Linked DNA regions of Gossypium hirsutum: region 2 is linked to region 1. The links are chromatin contacts, called in public Hi-C maps. All regions are on one chromosome and are shown on one strand. Each heading gives the region's core, a stretch centred on a gene start, on an enhancer-like site or on the middle of the called end of the contact. The rest is flanking DNA. Distances are from core to core; before and after follow the strand shown. Region 1 overlaps LOC107905179 (putative lipase C4A8.10). Region 2 holds the start of LOC107905184 (probable inactive poly [ADP-ribose] polymerase SRO3).

The links. Hi-C and Micro-C count contacts between places; a contact is called where the count stands out from the background.
Region 2: a Hi-C map of leaf shows a contact between it and region 1, with 1.7 times the contacts expected there. The contact joins the promoter of LOC107905184 here to the enhancer-like site in region 1. A contact is called at or near these places in 5 of 34 Hi-C or Micro-C datasets (all in leaf).

The regions. Positions count from the first base shown.
Region 1 is chrD05:19,432,935-19,439,699 of Gossypium_hirsutum_v2.1, forward strand. It overlaps LOC107905179 (putative lipase C4A8.10), which reads left to right. Exons shown (of 14, transcript XM_041094202.1): 10 at 1-156; 11 at 259-1,299; 12 at 1,498-1,645; 13 at 1,754-1,788; 14 at 1,883-2,233. LOC107905178 (ergosterol biosynthetic protein 28) reads right to left here. Exons shown (of 3, transcript XM_041094203.1): 3 at 6,115-6,501. The coding sequence ends at 6,403. Among protein-coding and RNA genes, the nearest start is that of LOC107905178, 6.1 kb to the right of the region's middle. Within about 2 kb of position 4,372, at least 4 of the 9 cell types and tissues checked have an H3K27ac peak or open chromatin away from gene starts, as enhancers often do. A contact at or near this core is called in leaf, where this site is marked.
Region 2 is chrD05:19,507,399-19,514,163 of Gossypium_hirsutum_v2.1, forward strand. It overlaps LOC107905184 (probable inactive poly [ADP-ribose] polymerase SRO3), which reads right to left and starts at 2,700. Exons shown (of 4, transcript XM_016831770.2): 1 at 1,508-2,700; 2 at 945-1,183; 3 at 727-851; 4 at 1-59. The coding sequence starts at 2,490.

The sequences.
Region 1 (6,765 bases), core at 3,122-5,621:
TTAGCATATGAATACATATAAACACTCATTCCAAAGGCAAGTAATAGATGTTTGGATATGTGTGCGAATGTGATTTTCTAAATATATGAATGGTCTTTCAGTATACGCTGTATATATGGACGAAAGAGCGAGAAGGTTGAGAGCAAGGAGGTCCACGTAAGTTGGCGTTGGATTGTTGTTAGGTGATCTTAGATCAATGTGTGGCGTCTTGCCGGTCCCAGCCCAGCTCACACTCTGTTCCTTGTGTTGGCATTTTAGGTTGCAGCCATTCTTCTACTGCAGATATATAATGGCTTTAAATCGTAATGCTGGTGTAACACTGATTATCAATAATGGAGAAGGTATCAGAACCCAGAAGTAAAAAGAACCAACGAAATTTAAAACGCAATTAGAATCTTCTCGATTCTCGTGAGTACAATCCCCGGATATTTAAGTGTAAGCTTAAAGTAATATTATTAAGTTTACAAAAGAGATTGGTCCGTGGTGGTAATTCAGGATCGATAAGCAGATCCTTAACCGGAGGCAATTATGATTTCTGGATACGGAAATTAAACAAAACTTGTAGGCAGGAGCAGCGGAGAAGCAGTTAGGATTTGCAAAGCAGATTAAGGAGTGGTTGTGTGTGATTGGATCATTCCCAAGAGCATGCGTGAGGTTTGTTTGCAGTTGCAGGTAAAATATATTTTCAAGCCAAACTCCATAATCTATTCCCTTACAAATACCAAACCCAAAAATAGTATCCTCCTTGGGAAAATAATAGTAACACAAATACCAGGGAATTGAGAGTATGGATTTGGATTTGGCATGTTGGAATGGAACTAGTCAAAACTCACCAGCTAATACCTCAAAACCAAGACCCTCCCTTTGAAAGATACAAAAACGTGGGTGGAAGCCATTGGAATAACCTCATGGTCATTCCCCAGTTTTGACATTACATAAATGAAATAAACCCTTCTTTGTTTTTTGGGGGTAGAAATTAGAAAACTCTCTATCATTTGGTTTTTGTGTGATCTTTTTAGTTTTGCTGTTTTTGTTTTAAATTTCGGTCTTTTCCTTTGGCTGACTCTGCTGTGCATTCTTTTTGCTTTTCTACCTCCCCTGCTACTGCTACTACAGTTGTTTTCACATTGATATCTGTATATATATTTGGTAAGGTACATTGGTTTCTTTGGCTCATGAAACGAGGCTGAGGTCCTTCCCTTTTCGGTTGAGGTCCTCTCCCAATTTTGCCTTTTAGCTTCATTTGCAGTTCTCTTTTTGCCTTCCACGTTCCTTCCCTTGATTCAGAGATTTTACAAGGTAAAATCAGACTTTCTTGTTTCTTATGCATTGTAGTTGTGGAGGTGGCATTCAAGTACTGGAAAAAAAAAAACTTTACAACAAAAACATTCAGATTCAGTTACCTTCTACACTGCCAACCATATTTAATTTCCCCTGCTTTGGCCTCTCTTTTTTCACTGCTCTAATAACAACTCCCTATATCTCTCATCTTTTAAGGATTCGACCTTTCCCCGTTCCATCTTTGAAGAAAACAAAATGAGCAGCTCTCCCAATTATGTTTGCTGCCATAGAAATAGACTCCTTGTTGTCTTGCTGTTCCTCCTGGTTTCAAGCTTGACCCAAGTTACATTCATGGCTGCTGAAGGTAAACTTTCTTCTTTCCTCGTTTAAACTCTCCAAATTTAGAAACAAGGAAAAGAAAGAAAACCCCATTTAGTAACTCTATCTTACACTCGCTTTCATGTAATTCCAGGAAGGTCTCTTTCCAGGTTGCTTGAAGTAGCTCAGGTATCAATAATCAAAATCCCATTTCTATTTTCTGTCTTTATTTTCTTAACATCCAATCAGAATTGACAGAATTCAATAAATGTTGCATGAACAGAAAGAAACTGAAGAAGAAGATAAGCCATTTATGATGAGAAGTCTGATAGGGTCAAGGCCGCCAAGGTGTGAGAGAAAGTGCAGTTCTTGGCCCAACTGTGAAGCAATTCAAGTTCCTGTCACAACACTATTCAAAAACCGTAGAGACCGCCATTTCTCAGCTGCATTGTTCTCAATATCTTTCTCTAGAGGAGATGACATCTCAAATTACAAGCCCATGAGCTGGAAATGCAAGTGTGGGAACCTGATTTGTAACCCTTGATTTGAAGGTAAAAAAAACCCAACATTGTAAAGCTACATTTTGTTTGAGTTTGAGGTTGACGGTAACAATTTTATTTTGCCGTTTATTTCATGTTCCTTCTCCTATTGCAAGATCATAGCTTTCGCTACTATTTGTTTACTTTAGTTACAGTTAAAAACATCAACAGATTAAGATACACTTAATTCGAGACTGTTAACATTAAAAGTTACCTTTTTTTTACGAGTGATGAGATGAGATCAGATATTTGTTACTTTTGATGACAAGTGACGACATTGATCATTTAAAATAGATAATAAAGATGCAGACAGTTACTGGTTTCGTATATTACAAGACATGTAAGATTAGAGGGGTTTAGACCCTGTTCTTCCTCTTGTATTTTAGACACCCCCACCTCGAAGTGATAAAAATACCCCAGCGTAACTCATGATCTTAATCATGATTAACAAAGTTAAATGGATAACCTTCACGTGGTGTTAAAGTTAACGAAACAGTTTTTTGTCGGATATTATATATGAAGGAGACAGAAAAATATCTTTGTACTGATGAGAAAACGGGCTTCAACATAGTAATAATAAAAGAGATGCATTCCAAGGTATGGGCCATGCTTTTTCTCTGAAACTGATCTTACATAAATAATTGAACTGCCTCTGTTAGAATCCTATTTGTAAATAATAAAGAGTTGGTGGATTGTTTGTGAATTGTCTGTTTCCTTTCATGTAAAAAAGATTAGAGGGGAGAAAAAAAGACATTAAATGCAGCATTGAATATGGGCCTGAAAAAAAGATTGCAGTTAGAAATAGTAAAGGAAGTGAAGGCTTCATCTTCTTGATTCATTGGTTTTTGCAGAGCTGCGATCTGTCTCCTCAGCCCTTCTCTTTCTACTTTATTGCTTACTAAGGTGACTGGTGACTATACCTAAGATTAAACTTCATGATGTTGTGATTAGAAATTTTTTGTCATAAAAAAGTAACCCAGATGCTTAATAAATGAGTTTGATAAGTTTCTTAGCAAGTATGAAGATGGTTATGTTTATGCATGGATTTGCATGGTAAATGTAAAACCTTGAGAGGTAAAAGATAAAAAGAACTTTGTTAAAAGTTCTCTTCTGTTTCTACACTTTTTTTCTGATTCTGGTAGAGCTGTGCGGTATGTGACAGTGGCCACCAGTGATTAGCAAAAAGGAGATTTCATGGTTTCAGTTGAAAAATGAAAAGTAAAGGCGATAAAGGTTGATTTACCACCTCTCAAGATAAAAACAAATTGAATGTTATGCATTTCAGGCATGTCGATGAGAAAAACCAAGTGGCATGCTTCTTAGGAAGATTAAAATCTCAAGGATGGGATCTTCAGTTTTGGTATAAAAGACATGTGTTAACATCATTTTTCTTTGGAAGAAAATGATTTTAGTCATGTTTTTCATAGAATCAAAGAACATCCACAAGTTACAGAGTATTCATGGCAGATAATTGCTAAACGAAGTAAAAACCCCTAAATTAGACATGAATCAAACAAATGTTGGCTGAGGGGCTGACATTCCCTTTGCTTCAAAGATGAATAAAACACAATCCCCACGTTGTTTTGTTTTCATTGCATAAACTTTGAACCAACTCACTTCACTTCTCCATTTTTTTTTATGGCTAACATATTCCATGGCATCCACCAGGCCCTTTGGATAATGATTTTTCCTCGAGAAATATCAGTCTGTGGCTGCTGCTTGTGAAAAGTAGAGATTCCCTTGGATATGAGCGAATCTAAAATTCCATGTTACCAAAAGGGTTATTGTTTTTTCCTTACTCAAAAGTCATTTTTTGTTGTCAATTCCTTTTCAAGAGGGTATCATTTCTTCTTCCAACTTTCGCATTCTGGTTTATGAGCTTCTGTCTGGATTTTATGTTATTTTTATTTTTTTAATCAATACCTTTTTTTTATTTTTATGTTGTTTGTTGTTAATTTCTTTGGCAACTTCGAAGGTCTTAAGGCTAAAGAGATAAATAATGAGACTTGTCAGATAGAGAAAGGGTTAAGTATGTATCTCCAATGGTAATCACAACTTATTGGCTCGCCTGATATGAATGTTTCTGGTTGTTCTCTCAAAGGAAGTAGTGCCAAAGAATTTTTCTATGATCTTGCTAGGTCATTGCTTTTGAGGAGATCCATGAGGCTATGTTTGAGCAAAATGGTGATAAGGCTCCTGGGCCGGATGGGTACACTGCCCATTTTTTCAAAGTTGCCTGGTATATTGTAAAAGCTAATGTGACTAAAGACTGCTATATTTTTTCAAGTATTCTAAGCTGATGTCTGCTTTTAATACAACCACTATTGTATTGGTACCCAAGGTGAAAATTCTTGGTCATATGAGGTAGTTTCGGCTAATTTTTTTTTGTTCTGTTGTTTACAAATGTATCACTAGGATTTTGGTTAAAAGGCTTAGAACGCACTTATTAGATGTGAGCTCCAGAAGCTAAAGTGCCTTTGTGAAAGGACGAAGCATAAAGGATAATATTTTAATGGCCCAAGAACTTGTAGAGGGCTATAGGAGGACAACTTTATCTCCTCAATGTGTTGTCAAATTTTATTTACAGGGAGCATTTGATTCTATTAGCTAAGATTCTAATCGGTGATTTTCAATGCTCAAAGTTGTTGGTGCACGCAATTCTTTTTCCCTAAAATAGTTATTCAAAAAATCAATCAAATTGCTCCAGGTTATGATCCAACAAAGGGAACAAGAGTAAGTTGGAGTTTGATCTGCCATCCTATGTCTGAGGATGGTCTGGGGATGAAGGACTTGATGACATGAAAGCAAGCTTGTTTAGTGAAGCTTAGAGAGATTCTTTCCGGTGGAGGATCCTAATGGATATCATGGTTACATGCTTATGTTTTAAAGTGTGTATCCTTTTGGCAGACTTCAATTTCGGTAAATGGAAGTTGGATTTGGAGGGAACTTATGAAGTTAATGGATATTACTGTTGGAGCAAAATCTGTTTTTAAAATCGGGAGCACATTAGGAGGAGAAAAGTGAAAGTGAAATGGAATAAACTAGTGTGCCATACTTTGAAGATACCCGAACACTCCATTATTACTTGGATGACTATTCTTGACATGTTGCCTACTAAGGAGAGACTACTTTCAATGGGACTGTCTATTGAAGGAAGCTGTGTTTTTTGTGGTAGTGAGATTGAAACTAGAATTCATGGATATTGAGGCATCAACAAGTCTCTTCTTGTGTCGAAACTTGCATGGAATGCTTTTATTTACCTTAAATGGAGGAATAGGAGACAGTTTATTCGCCCTAGCTTTTTACCTTCTCTTTTTCACTTTGGTCCCTTTTTCCTGATTATTTGGACCTTCGATCTTTCAAATTTAGTTAAACTGTTGTTTTTTGGACAAAAAAAGCTGGTTAGACTGTTAGAATTTAAACGACACTAACTTGATCACTTTATTAGGAGCTACATTTGTTATTTTTGTGAATCAAAAGAATGTAATAGCTCAAATACCAGTGACCTTTTGAAGTTTATGAGAATAAAAGGCTTTGTTTCAGTTTATAACATTCTTGATCCTACTTGGACAGATTAAGCTTGGGGTGGGGCTCTTTGCTTCAGATAACTTAAGGAAATAAATTCAAGAGTTCACCATGCAAAAGCAATCAACCAGCAGAAACCAGAGGTATAAAGGTTTCAAGGTAAAGCATGTTCTAACAAAAGGGAAAGGGACTCTTTTAGCATTTTAGCCATTGTGCATGAAACCATGAAAGAAATGGTATAGAATGAAGATGCCTCAAGTGCCATTGTGCAAAGCAAGCTATACAAGGGCAGCTCAATTTCCACGTTTTGAGAAGTGTGAAGGAAATGGTAAAGAAAGGCAAACAAAGATGCAAGGAAATGGCTTCTGTACATAATATCATCTGACTAAGGCAACAAAAAAAAGCAAAGATTGTAAAGCTTTGCCAACACAAGGACATGGAAAGGAAGGCCTTACAAACACCCATTATTTTATTGGCAGCTTTTTCACAGTATCATCCACTAAGTGTAAGCTCCTGGGACCTACAACTGGGTTCAGAAAACTACAGATTCCAAATACCATCAGTTAAGAAAGCTATAGAAGCTTAAAATCATGTCTCTTTTTTAAACTATATATGTTCTCAATTCATTGCGAGTCTATTAGACAGTAACTCCAGAATCTAATTGCAAACAGATGTTATCAGTTAGTACTCATCAAGAATGTAAAATGGATACTGATAAATCCCCATGCCTGAGATAAGATTAAACAAACTGAAACCAAAGGAGTTCATTTTCAGATACGCTTGACATGTGTCGGTTGACGTGAATTCCACTGTAATAGCATCCATATAATTGATGTCCCTGATTTTGAGGTGTAAAAAGACAAATTTATTACAGGCAAACATAGGGACTTTTACATGGTAGCATGATAATAAATGTCCCAAGGAAAAAACCAGACCATGGTGATTGGTGAGCGAAAAACTTACAAGAAATAAATGACTAAAATGCTCAAAGAACCCCTATAAGCTCTTATCAACGATTTTACTCAATTGGGCCCTTAAAGTACTATTTTTTGTTTAATGAAACCCCTTTTTATACATGAAAACCACTAAAACCGCTGGAAAA
Region 2 (6,765 bases), core at 1,450-3,949, 73 kb after region 1:
TCATCCCCAGCAACCCGCCGTAATTTCTTTATAAAAGCATCCTTGGCCATCATTCCAGCCTGTGGTAAACAATTGGGCAAAAAAAAAAAGAGCTATCAAAACATGCTTAGATTTTAGAATGCGACTTCCATTCCAAGCAACAAGAGATATCTGGAGTTCCTTTTTGTAAATTATATAGATGATTCGATCCACAAGGACAATGATTGGGAATTGTTTGATCGTCTTTATCCGAGTAAGAGGCGAAACATAATCAACTTGAACTCAGTAAGAGGCGAAACATAATCAACTTGAACTCAGGACAGCTATTCGAAATTTGAGTGAAAGACTGGATTTGTAATCTCATGTTCGCTTTTCGTGAAAAAATATCAATTGAAGTGAAGGGTTTCGTCAAACAACAAGGAGGTGGGTCAACTATTCAATCAAATGATATTGTGCATGTTTCCCATCTCTTCCCGGGAGGCAAGTGGCTATTTCTTTGCAAAATTGTGTTCAATTTCATATGTAGCAATTCCGCCAAGATCTCTTCGTTAGTTGGGGGAAGAATCCACACCAATCGGATTTTTTGAGGAACATATCGAGTGAGAATTAGATTTGGTTAGACAATGTATAGTTGGTAAACAGGGATCGATTTTTTAGCAAAGTACGGTGTATAGTCAAATATTCAATATGATTCCACAAGATCTAGTTTCGTTCAACCTAATCTAATTGACAGGCACACCTACTTACCCTATATGTGCTGTATATCATCAATATTTCTTGGACTTTGCCAGGAGGTAGAGAGCTCTTAATCTTCGAAAATAATTTTTCAAGGGAATACTTGACACCAGCAACTGCCCTCAGTGGAGCTTGACCTACAAGAGAATCATACAAACATACAAAACGTTAACTACTAAAATATACAAGGAAACAATAAAAAGGGTACCAAGGAGAGAAGAAAAGCTTACCTTGCATGTTACTAGGTCTGAAACTCACAACAGACTCGGGAAGAATATTCATGTTTGCAATATTTGACCATACCACATACCACTTCGGGTTCTTGGGATCATCAGAACCAGTGTCAAAATCTACACTAGATGGGAGATGCTGTTCTGATCCGGCTTCTACTTTTTCGACATTTCCCAATATCACCCGGCACAGAATAAGATGTTTTAGATCATTTCCATCAACATCAGCAAGCTTTGCACTGCAACCATTAACCCAACATTAAACAGATAGAAAAATGACAGCATGACAGTAAAAATTACCAGAAAAGAAACGAAGTAACAAGGAGTAATAAAACCCGATCAAAAACTGAGAAAACCTGGTATAGATATTACATAAATATATGATACTAAACCACTTCTAGTTCTAGTTTCAGCTAGAGAACTGCTCAAGCCAGAATTTCCCCTTGCACCAACTAGGCTTGAGCCTTGACCTCAATCTCGAATCCAATAGTAATCTAATAGGATAACAGCCTTAGTCCCTGAGTGAAAACTAACTTATTAATGGTAGCAAACAAAGATTTTACCTCAAGTGTGGCAAGCCTACGGGAGATAAATAAATGCCAATCCCATAAGCATCAGCCGCGGGAAGCATAGTAGGTGAGCCAAACCCATGGGCCAGAACACTCTCCACACGCTTGGCGGAAGCCCCAAACCATGCATAAACCATATTTGAAGAGCCCCTGGCAGCCTTAGTAACCTCATTCTGCTTTTGAAAAACTTCGTGACGAGCTTTGTCCAAATGCGTTTCTCGCTTACATTGAAAAATTGAAGTAACTAAAGCTCCAGTATCAACTTTCGCAATTCCTTTCAAGAAATTATCCTTCACGAGCATAGACGTCATATCTGTTTCATTTAACCGTATCGTATTAGGCCATTTAGCATCTCCTCCCTCCTCCAAACGCTGACATTTGACCGCATCATTCCCCGCGGCTTTGTAAGAGGAACTCACTTCAGGCTCCTCCTCCCTCTTTCTTTTCGATGAAGGTCGATCAATCTTAACTTCAATCTCAATCTTAGGATTGCAATTACAATTCTTATTTTTATAATTACAGCTAGTATAATCATCCCACTCACTACATTCTGATTCAATAAATTCTTCTTCGCTAAAAAAATCGCTAGGGAAAAAACACTTGCCACTTTCGTCTATCCAAGAAATTGACCGGCAATTACCTGTCGAGTACTCGATCTGCAGCATCCTCTTGAAATCAAATATATACTTCGAACCGTCAATCGACGTCTCGATAATCGGTTTCCGCTCCAAGAAACCGGCTCGGAGCGTTTCTACTACATCGGCCGAGAAATTAACCCATGAATCATTACGAAAGTACATGAACCGCAACGGAACCGCGCTCCATCCGAAATTTGCGTTGTTCTGTGAGAAATCTCGTTTGCAGAAACCAGATCGGACGCTGCCGCCGCGTTTACACGTACCTTTAGAGGAGAAAAACGATGCCGGTGCACTAGGAGGAACCCTAACGCCAACGGATTCCACCAGATTCATGGTCATCGTCGCTGTTGAGATTTCTTGGAACTATAAATAATAAATTAAAAACCAAAAGGAACTGAAGAAATTCTTCAGGATTCAAACAAAAAGACAACCAGTAGAATCGGAAGAGATTGAAAACAGAACCCGCCTTATATAAAGGCGCTCAAAGCATGAAAATTCCGTGAAAGATTAAGATTAGGGTTTTATATGAAATTACAAAAGCAGGTCTTCGAATTAATGACCGTTAAGGCGGCGTTGCTGGAAATGAATAAGGGGTGTTTTAGATAATTCGCTTTGAGGCGGTTACGGATTTGTGGGGCCCGCAACAAACGTTTGTTCGAGACGAGAGCGATGATTATTAAACAACAACTTCTTGGCTAAGTAGCTTTTCTCTTCGTCTACTTATCTTTGCCACGTCAGATGTTGGATTCGGACATTTTTTTGTTCTTTCTTCGGCCCAAAGAAAGTAGACATTTAAAAAGAAAAAAAAATGAATTTATGCCTTACATTAGGTCAACCCCCCAAAATGCCGACTTTTATACTCTCAACTTCCCTTCAAATCCGTGTTCCAAACTTGCAAATTAAGTATTCTATTTTTTAAATACTCCGATTTAAGTTTTAAAATAATAAATATTATCGTAAAATTATTTTTTTAATAACTTATTATTTAAAATATATTATTAAAGTTTGTACTTTAATCCTTAAAGTGAACAAAGAAATCTCAACCAATGGTCTACAATGGTGTTTACTTTTTTAATTTTAAATTTAAATATATCTTCGTTTCATAATTTTTTTTCTTTCATTCGCATTCGCCTTTTGGATGTCACATAATCCAATATTTTTAACATAAATTAATATATATTTTAATTTTAGTTTCATAATTGAAAAGCGCTTAATACATGTAGTATAAGTCATCAAGGGCCCAAAAAAGAGGCCCAGCATGCCCAAACAAAAGTAAACAAAGGCCAAGCCCATTCCAATAAAAAATCACAAAGAACCAAAGGGCACTAGCACCTTCACCAACCGGCAACCGCCACCAGGCACTGTAGTGAGCTCCGGCCAATGAGAAAGGAGCACCATGTCTTGACCCATCTTCCACTTCCTAAACAACCGGAACAAGAAGAACCCGTAGCAACCATAAGCAAATACCCACCCATCTTCAACTAAGGGTCTATTTGCTTCATGAAAAACAGTTTACAAAAAATAATTTTTGAAAAATGAACTTATTTGTTAGAAAATGTGATATTTTCTTTTTGATGATTTTATGTAAAATATTTTTATGGTATTTGGTAGGTTTTCTAAAAGATTCTCTTCTTATTCAAAATAATTTTTGACATATTTTTAATTTTTTTAAAATTAAATAGTATTAATTCTCATAAATATAGTAATAATTATAATTTAAATTACATAAATAAATATGTGCTTGTAACATCTCCTTTAAACACATTAATTGAGTAATATTAAAAGCAATTGTAAAAGATTGATTTGGTTCAAACAATAAAATCATGACTATTGATATTCTTCACAACATAATACTGGTGGCTATTTTTATAGACTTACATAATTCACAAATATAGATAGGATCTTAATAGTTCGATGCCACGTGATTTATGACCAATAATAGTTGGGTAGTTATTAGGAAGGACTAACAATGATATCAAGAACTACCGGAACACCAAACGTAAGAAGAAACTCTACCCATGAATATGACTTCTCAATCCTAGAAAAAACCACCACCATTAGCATCTTCTCATCACACTCCTTTTGTTTCATTTCAATCTTTATCACCCTTATATAAAGACTGAATTATTTATCACACTCCAACCAGATCTTTCACGACCTATAAGCCAATGTCATCATTTCAATCTAATATTTTGTATAATGACAACACTACTTTGGCTACTAATTATTCTATTATTCACACTTTGGAGACTTTGGTGAATTACATGCACTGTTACTAATAAAGAAAATTATTTTTCTCATGTTTGCGAGTGCACCAAGTTGAAGTTCATTTGATGTTAGCTCTACCCATATCAGTTTTGGCAAAGAGATCAAGCAAGAAGACGAGTAATTTTCAAGTTTTGGTCCCTTTAATGGGTATGAAGATAATCACAATTTCATGTTGTGTCTTGAGATTAAAATGTTAACTAATAAATAGAGAAGCCAAATGGATATAATTTAAACAATAACATGACATGAAACATAAAAGAAAATAGTTTCACATTTGCTACCTCATATGCCGGAACTAACATTAACACACATGTCCATTGTATCAAGTTTCATGGTTATAGCCCTATTGAACAACACAAAAACTAGATAAAAATGGTTATTCTTTGAATATTTTATAAATTTTAAATTATTTTTTAAAAGGAAAATTTATTAATTCATTCTGTGAATGAGTCCATACAATTCGGAAAAAAAAACAAACATCGGTCGTAGGCGGTAAAGGATAAACTCCATCGATACAACAAAGGATTCAGCCTCAACATCAATAGAATATTATGGCACATTGACAATTGGCTCTGTCATAAATCAATCATGACATATCTGAATTGATTGTAATTAGCACTTAATACGATAAGGAAATCGGTCTTGAATGGTCCAAAGTGACAAGCAAAAATCGACAGAAGAACTGAGGATCCACCAAACTGGAGAGGACGGCAACAAAACCATCTGTAAAATCACTTGCAAAAGCAATACTACATGTATAAGCAAAAAAAGAGAAGAAGTAAACGATTTGGAGAAAGAAGAGAAAAGTTTTTAGAGTTTCATTAAAGAATTGTCTTTAAAAGGTTAATTTATTAATCATAGAGATGGTAGTTCTAAATAATGGATTTATATAAATTATAATTTAAATTATTTGTTCACGTGGCATATGAGTTAAATACACATTGACTACCACAAAAATTGTCATGTCAATATTGTTAAAAAAATTAATGTTTTAGTTTCCGTTTCTTTTAAAGAAAATTAACTTAACCTTCTTTGAAAGTTTAATAGTCAAAATTTAATTTTTTTTAAAAATTAAATTAATAAAAAATATAAATATTAAAAATTAAATTTATCATTATATCTATTTTTTAAACTCAACTTAGATTTATATCTGATAAAATTTTTTTAGGGGTTTTTTAAGGTTTGTATCGGAAAATTTTATATATTTAATGTTTTTATAAATCAATCATTACAATTATAAATTGCAGAGCATATTTAGCAACTCATTACAATTAATACACCTATGTCAAACTCACACGTAGTGATATCTGCATCTTAGGCTTCAAAGTTTTGTGATTTTTTCCGATAATTGGATTTGATTTTAGGTTTTTTATTTAATTTAGGATTTTAGGATTTATTTTAATAATATGAGTTTTTTTAATGATCTTTTAGATATTATTTTTAAATTATTGTTTGATGTATTAGTGGTGGAATTTTTTAACTCCACAAGCGAGTTTAAAAAATTATTAGTGGAGCTTTTAGACTTTAAAAATAAGGTTAGGGGGGTTAACAAGTGTATAAGGTATGGCAAAATATTTAAAAATGTTTAAAAAAACACATGCCAATTTTTTAATTGTTTGTGGAATAAATAAAAAATACATTGCTAGTGTATCAAATACTAACCCCTTAAAATATAAATTAACGATACTTGACAATTTCTTAAACCTGCTAATAGAATTAAAAGAACATTAAATAATATCCTTTATTTAATAAAGTCTCAAACTATTTTTTTATAAATATTTCTAAAAATAAAAATTCCATGATTTTTCTTAAAATAGTTTATATAAAATGTTTTCATCATAAAAATATTAAAATAATTATAAATCAAATACACGAGTAACTATGATTATTTAATTTGTATATTTGTATTCCAAAAATCTTTCAAACAATTCGACTTAGATCAATTTTTTATTTTTCCTAATTTTTTTTATTTATCCTAATCATTAATTTATATTTTATATCTCACACTTATTTATAATACCTTCATCTTCTTTTTCCCATTTTGTTAAGATAAACAGGTTTTATTAATAACTTATCGAGAAAGACAAGCTGGTGCAACATAGCATAATTAAAAGACAGAACATTTAGCAAGTTTTATGAGCGCTGAATCCATTGAATTTTGATGACCCTAAAGTTTGTGTAGGAGATCCTCGCATTCGAGAATGATTCAACCCAACTTGGACCAATCTTCCTCCATTGAGTGGATCGCAAATGAAGCCTTTTTAGCATTCATATTGACTGTCCCTTCACTCTCAAAGTTTTGGATCCCCCACCTTAATGTCTGTCTTAATGCCAACAGTTCCACAA